Linked DNA regions of Zea mays: region 2 is linked to region 1. The links are chromatin contacts, called in public Hi-C maps. All regions are on one chromosome and are shown on one strand. Each heading gives the region's core, a stretch centred on a gene start, on an enhancer-like site or on the middle of the called end of the contact. The rest is flanking DNA. Distances are from core to core; before and after follow the strand shown.

The links. Hi-C and Micro-C count contacts between places; a contact is called where the count stands out from the background.
Region 2: a contact with region 1 is called in a Hi-C map of bundle sheath, with 6 times the contacts expected there. The contact joins the promoter of LOC100272705 here to the enhancer-like site in region 1. A contact is called at or near these places in 5 of 25 Hi-C or Micro-C datasets (bundle sheath, endosperm and leaf).

What each region holds. Positions count from the first base shown.
Region 1 is chr4:181,599,781-181,603,274 of Zm-B73-REFERENCE-NAM-5.0, forward strand. No RefSeq gene overlaps it. Among protein-coding and RNA genes, the nearest start is that of LOC118476987, 17 kb to the left of the region's middle. Within about 2 kb of position 1,716, at least 9 of the 20 cell types and tissues checked have an H3K27ac peak or open chromatin away from gene starts, as enhancers often do. A contact at or near this core is called in bundle sheath and leaf, where this site is marked.
Region 2 is chr4:181,696,776-181,700,269 of Zm-B73-REFERENCE-NAM-5.0, forward strand. LOC100272705 reads left to right here and starts at 1,942. Exons shown (of 5, transcript NM_001147158.1): 1 at 1,942-2,597; 2 at 3,227-3,347. The coding sequence starts at 2,160.

The sequences.
Region 1 (3,494 bases), core at 466-2,965:
CATTTAATGTTTTATTTCCTTCATAAATATAGGATCCCTCCAACAACCATGCAGCTAAACGCATTAGAACTAGTTTATGATGTATACTAAAACAAATTATACTACACGGTGTAGGTATTTATGTAATTCCTTACACTGCGTAAAAAATCTGGCATGTTGTTCACTGGTGGACGCATCTCCGGGTGGAGCGTAAAAACCTTAAGTTTTGAGCATAAAATCCCTCAATTATAAGCGTAAATACCGAGTCAATTAAAGGTTGATAGCTTTAGTAGGTTGTTATTACGATCCTATTTTTATGACAGATCCGAAAAACATGGCAGCCGTATGCATGCGGTTTCTATTTTTATACAGATCCAAAAATTATGACAAAAACGTGGGAGTTTCCATTGCATGCGCGCAAATTACGAACAACATAAATCAAGGAATTGTCTTTCCAATGTGCATGCAGTAAACCGATATACGAACTCTGTGTTCAAGCATAAAATCGTACAGTTTTTAGCGTAAATAATACATGTGGTAGGCATAAAACACAATAATCGAAAAGAAAACTGCGCCGGATCGGAGGATGTCACGCGCGATCATCGTTGCGCGCATCTCGCGCCTTCCGTGACGTCGCTCGCTCGAACATCGCGCCTCATGCGTCGCCGTCGCTCGCACGTCGACGGGCGTTGCTTGCTCGTCGGCCTTGGAAGTGCCGCCTCCTCGGGGCTTCGGGGACGCCGCCGCTTGCCCGCACAAAGGCCTCGCTGTCGCTCGCCCTCTGGATCGGGGAACCGCCGCCACTACTCCGGATCGAGGAACCTCCGCCACCGCGCGTCGAGGTAATGGAGTTGCGGCCACCGGTCTGGGAACCACCGCCACCGCAAAAGGGCACTGCCGTCGCTCGCCCTCTGGATCGGGGGCCGCCGCCGGCGGCCTGGGAACCGCCGCCACCGCATGTCGAGGTCGGGGAGCCGCGACCACCACAGCCACCGGCCGAGGGTCCACTGTCGCGCGCGCTATCGGGCAACCGCCGTCGCTAATGAATCGAGATGGGCGTGAAAAACTGATCCCTAGCACTACGGATTTTTTCTTTTATAGACGTCTGGACCTGGTCCGGCTCGACCGGATTGCACTGTCTAGCCTGGGCTTCCTTTAGTTATTGAAAGCCCAGGGCTCCTAATATCGCAAAAGGGCACTGCCGTCGCTCGCCCTCTGGATCGGGGGCCGCCGCCGGCGGCCTGGGAACCGCCGCCACCGCATGTCAAGGTCGGGGAGCCGCGACCACCACAGCCATCGGCCGAGGGTCCACTGTCGCGCGTGCTATCGGGCAACCGCCGTCGCTAATGAATCGAGATGAGCGTGAAAAACTGATCCCTAGCACTACGGATTTTTTCTTTTATAGATGTCTGGACCTGGTCTGGCTCGACCGGATTGCACTGTCTAGCCTGAGCTTCCTTTAGTTATTGAAAGCCTAGGACTCCTAATATACTATATATATATATATATATATATATATATATATATATATATATATATATATATATATACACACACACGGCCAAGTTAATGTTGGCTTGCCTATCAGACATGACAATCCGGCCGCAACCGCATCCATCGGCACAGAAATATTGAGCACGTGCGTGCGCGTATTAATTAACAATGTGGTCGATAGGGAGGGCGGGCCGCTGCTGATTCGTTCCATCCTAGAAAAACAGCACACAGTGACGGGCGTGCAGGATCTTATCTGCTAGCTCCAGCCCCCCAAAGATTCGCCGCCCTCTCTCGGAGCCACAGAAACGCCTGAGGCTACGTATGTACTACATGTGGTTCTCTTCTCTCTCGCTAGTCGCTAGACAAACAAACACATGGCACATCTCTCGATCGATGACTGACGAGGAGGACAATTCAGCTCACCGTGATCGATCCAGCTTTTGTCCAGCTCACTCATCCAATGGCTTCTGCTCATCTGTCAAAAAAGCAAGGCTGGCCGATAAAACCCATGAAATGATCATTCTTGGTGCTGGTAGTCACTTTCAAGTGTAGTTTTGGAACACATTAGTAGATCTGCTATACATAGTGAAAATATAATATGAAGACATGGGAAAGAGAAACAAGAGCAGGTTGGGTACGCTTGCTCATTATAATCAAACTCCGTACCATCCAAATATATATGCAAGTTGTGAACCTGAGTTCAGTTATCCCCAAACTTCGCTAATCGAATCTGATGATCCTGATCATGGCAACTAGTAGGAAAAACTCTATAATTTTACCTCCTTCAACGATCGCAAAAATCAGCTTTTCTCTATATCAAGTGTAAAACCGAATATACCTCATTCCTCAATCCTCATCTTTCAAAATCGCACACATGGTCTCTTTGGCTATTTTCCTTGCTAATTTTTTTTTGTTTATTTTGGTTGTTTTTTTTGTTTATTTTGGCTGAATCTTTTAAAAAGTCATAGTAAATTGTAGAAAAATCGTAAGAAATTAATTTTGTTGATCTCCACAAGTATAGATCTATACAGTGAATATATATATATATATAGTTTATGTATTAATTAGGAGCCCAGGGCTCTCTCTATTTAGAGAAAGCTCCGACCACCCCCACCTGACCGCCCTATCAGATGATCTAGACGCACCATCGAGAACATTTACACTTATTATGTATCTGATTTACGCAAAAAAAAACGCACGATTTATGACGTTGATAACATGCCCCACGTCCACGCCCACTGCATGCCCCCAAATCATCCTACATGCCCAAACCGCTGGCAACCCTAATCCAATCCGTCGTCATCTCCTTCCGCATCGCCAGCCGCCCTCATCCCCTCACGCCCGCCAAACCCTAGCTATCGCCATCCTACCGCTCCCTCCTGGCGCTCGCCCAACAGCGCGCCGTCCTTGTCTATGACTTCGTCCCCAACAGCATGCTCAGTGCCGCTGTGCAGCCACTCCCCAGGCGGACCCGCCTCGCGATGGTCGCCTAGATCGTGGCGGCGCTTGAGAACCTCCACTTTGGCATGAAGCCCGCCGTGGTGCACATCGACGTCACCTCGTCCAACATCTTCGTGGAGGCCGACATGCGGGCGTGCCTCGGTGACTTTGGCCTCTCCCTCCTCCTCGCATCGCCGGACGCGTGCGCCATGGGGGGCACTCGTGACCTCGTGTGCTGCACCGTGCCGAGATGAGGCCCGTGGACGTTGGCAAAGAGCGGCGAGACTTGGCGCTGGCGAACTGGGTGGTGCCCAAGATCCAGGTCGGCGAGCACAGGGTGGTCGTCGACCACCGGTGCTGCCCAAGATCCAGTTTGGCTTTGCAGGTAACAGTTGCCTATTATTTACTCTTGGACGATATGATTCATACAAGTGGTTATCTTGGATCTGATTTTCAATAGTACAAGGATTTGATGCCCCTTGTACACAAGTACAGTGAATTATTTTGATTTGGTCCTTCCCCCCAAAACATGACACTTTATCGTCAATATTTTGATCTAGAACCGTGGAGTTTTGTTCTGT
Region 2 (3,494 bases), core at 692-3,191, 97 kb after region 1:
TCCATTTTTCCAATGAATTTCCATTTTTCCAAAAAGAAATTAGTTTATTTTCTCTTTAAAAAATAGAAACAAAAATAAGTTCACAAACTAGCTTTTAGATTATTTTTCCATCAGAGCCCATTTAAAAAAATCAATTTTATATTGTTCGTGATCGTAAGCGTATATGCAAAGATGGTAAAAATTTTGGCGGTATGATTTTAAGAGAACCGCCATTATAAAAACTTGATTTCTACTAACGCTAGACTTAAGAAAACCGTCACTAAATATGTATTTGCATTGGTGGTTCATAACTATGGTCGCATAACTTTATTTTTACAAGCGCCTATGCATTATTAACCGTTGGTACAAAAAAAAATCGTAACCATCAATAAAAAAATCGACTGTATACGGGTGTATGTCGTAGAAAGATGTATAGTGCCATAAAAAGTTAAAAGGTAGTAGATCCATATTTTCAATTTAGGTCTTGTTCGTTTCCGTCGGATTGCACCCGGAATAGTTCCAATTAATCAAAGTTTATATAAATTAGAGAAGCAATCCGGTCAAGAATCGTTCCGACCCACCAATCCGACAGAAACGAACAAGGCCTTAGAATTTGGATCTTTTTTTTCCCTCGGAACGAATACATTCTGTCGATCTACACAGTTCATGTTCTAGAAACTAAAGTTGATGACGAGAAGCTCGTCGCCTCTGCTGTACTGGCCCCCTTGCCCCTCATCCGCAGCATTTGCAATCGATGCATCTGTAACGTCAGGTAGGTGCACAGGATAACCCAAAGGACGGGCGTTGTGTTTTCCCTGACCCGCTGCAGTGGTGATGCTGATCGGCGGCGAGCTTTATTCGCCTAACGACGACAGGAACGGCTCACCCGTCCGTCTCCGTCACCAAAAGATCGAGCACGAGCACCTGCTATGCTGGCTGCGTCAAACCCAAGTCAGGAGGAGACGGCGAAATGGCCACCAGCTCACACCAAACTATCCCTCTGCAAATCTGCAATGTGGATGAGCTGCAGGGAGAAAAAAGGCCTTGTACTACGATGCTGCCGTGAGTAGCCTAGCCGCCAGCAGCTGCCACCTGAATGAAGAACAAAAGCAAGAACGGAGACCTTTGCTGTTTTGCATGTCTTGTTGTCCAACTACAAGAAAATTTGTTTGGGGGGTGGGGGGTAGAGACGATTTTTTCGAACTTCCATCATATTATAAATCATTTTCATTTTAGTGGAACACGACATATCCAGTGACGGAGCCATAATTTTTTTTAGAATGGATTGAACTAAATCGTTGTAGTATAGAAGTACCTTCTACGTTATATATATACGCTTAAAATTTTAGAAGAAGCTCTAGCGAGATTTCGTAGACTCGGCAGCGGTAGAGGGGCTTGAAGCACTACGAAACTTTGTCAGTAATTCAGTTAAGCTCGCCAACAAACCTAATCCATGTATGTCAAACGAACAACACAAGCAAAAAAAAAAACTCGAAAATATACAGCGCAATGAAAATGGCACCAACAGATGTATAAATGAGATCACAAACGTAAGTTTTCACAACCGATAACAATGGTTGTTCAATTAAAGGTTGATCTAAAATAAACTCAAACCTTAGTGTGGGGGGACAACTACGTATTGTATGTATAGTTTAAGGGGCAGCCAAGGACCCCTACTCGTACCGCCTGCACCAAGCAGGTTAATCCATCATCATCAACAAGAACAAAGTATACGTATCTTTCACCGTTCGATCTCCATCCAAGGGCCCATACGTATCCAGGGTTCACAGTGGCAGCATAGTAATTTTGGCCATCTTCTTCCACTGCCCGGCGGCGCACACAAGTACACAACCACCCAAGATGGGGAGGAGCCAGGAGCACAGGCCCAATGCGGCAGCCATCCCACCACCTATCGCGTCGGCTTCACTCAAACGGCTTCTGCCGCATCCTATAAAACCTCCTCACCAACCTCCGATGGCGGAAATTCTTGCCCTCCCACACCGACCCCCTCCCCCACGGCCCGCCTTCCCCCGGGAGCACGAGACCCTCGTTCCCTGCGCCACCGACTGAGCCAAGGCCGCGCTTTGCCGTTTCCGACCTAGGTCGCGAGATCTCGGAGGAGCGGAGCCCCGCCGTGCCGCCGCCTGCTACAGGGGGGCACGCAGGGACCGCACGGCGCGATGGTGGACACGGGCGGGGGGAGGCTCTACCAGCGCCGTGGCGCGGTCGCTTTCGTCGCGGCCAACAAGGCGCTGCTCGCCGCTGCGTGGGTCGTCGGGTTCGCGCTCGTGTTCCTATGGCAGAGCGCCTCCATGTCCTTCGGCAGCGCCGGCGGCGGAGGGTACCTCAGGCTCCTGTCGGTGCCGCCTCCGCCGCCGCGCCCCGCGCCGCGGCTCCGCCCCACGGCGTACAACATCACGGACTTCGGCGCCGTCGGGGACGGCCGGGCGGTCAACACCGCGGCGTTCGAGCGTGCTGTCGAGGCCATCGCGGCGCTCGCGGAGCGAGGCGGCGGGCAGCTCAATGTGCCACCCGGGCGCTGGCTCACGGCACCCTTCAACCTCACCAGCCACATGACGCTGTTTCTTGCCGAGGGCGCGGAAATCCTTGGCATTACGGTAAAGAGTTTACTGTTTCTATGAACTTATCCGTGGGGCTTTAGTAATTAGATAGATCTTCTCGTGTGCATTTTCTACGCTCCAAGCCTCCAACCAAAAGTTAATGCTGCTTTCATGTCGTGCGGAAATTGCTTAGTTATTAACTTATTCTCCAGTAGAATAGTTTATGATTTGGCTAGTTGACGACAAACATCATGAATTGATTGCTGCTGGGTTTACCAGCATGCGAAAACAAGAAAACACTCCTCCAAAACGTCAGAAACCGGCCCTAACGGCAAGCGAACTATTACAAACAAAAACCATAGAGCAACTAACAACAAAACTAAAGGACGCCCTCCACATCTAAATCTTGAGTCCTTTTCCAGAAATCCTTCGACCAGTTTTTCATTCTTCCCATTTTGTCATCCAAATATTTTGCATCCTACTCTCTCAGAAGAACTCACCACTTCTGCAAAAACATAAAGATTTTATGAAACAAAACGGCGATACTTTGTGCTGAAAACATCTTGACTCTAGACTAGCATGCATTCAGAGTTTGGTAGATGCCTATGGTGCTTATTTGGGGGCACAAATGCCCACATTTCAGATTGTGAGCTTATTTAACTGGCATTGTGATGTTTTCTGGACAGGATGAGAAGTACTGGCCATTGATGCCAGCATTACCGTCATATGGGTATGGGCGGGAGCGCAAAGGACCACGATTTGGGAGCCTCATTCATGGACAGAATTTGAGAGATGTAGTCATTACAGGTTTGCAATTTATCTCGATACCTAGCAATCTAGCATTTAAGCGCCACAATACACAGCATCTTGCATAATTGTGGATTAAGCAACATCAGTGCAAAAGTGCATCATGTTCATCTTAAACAATAAGTGTTGCAACTCTGTAGCATCATC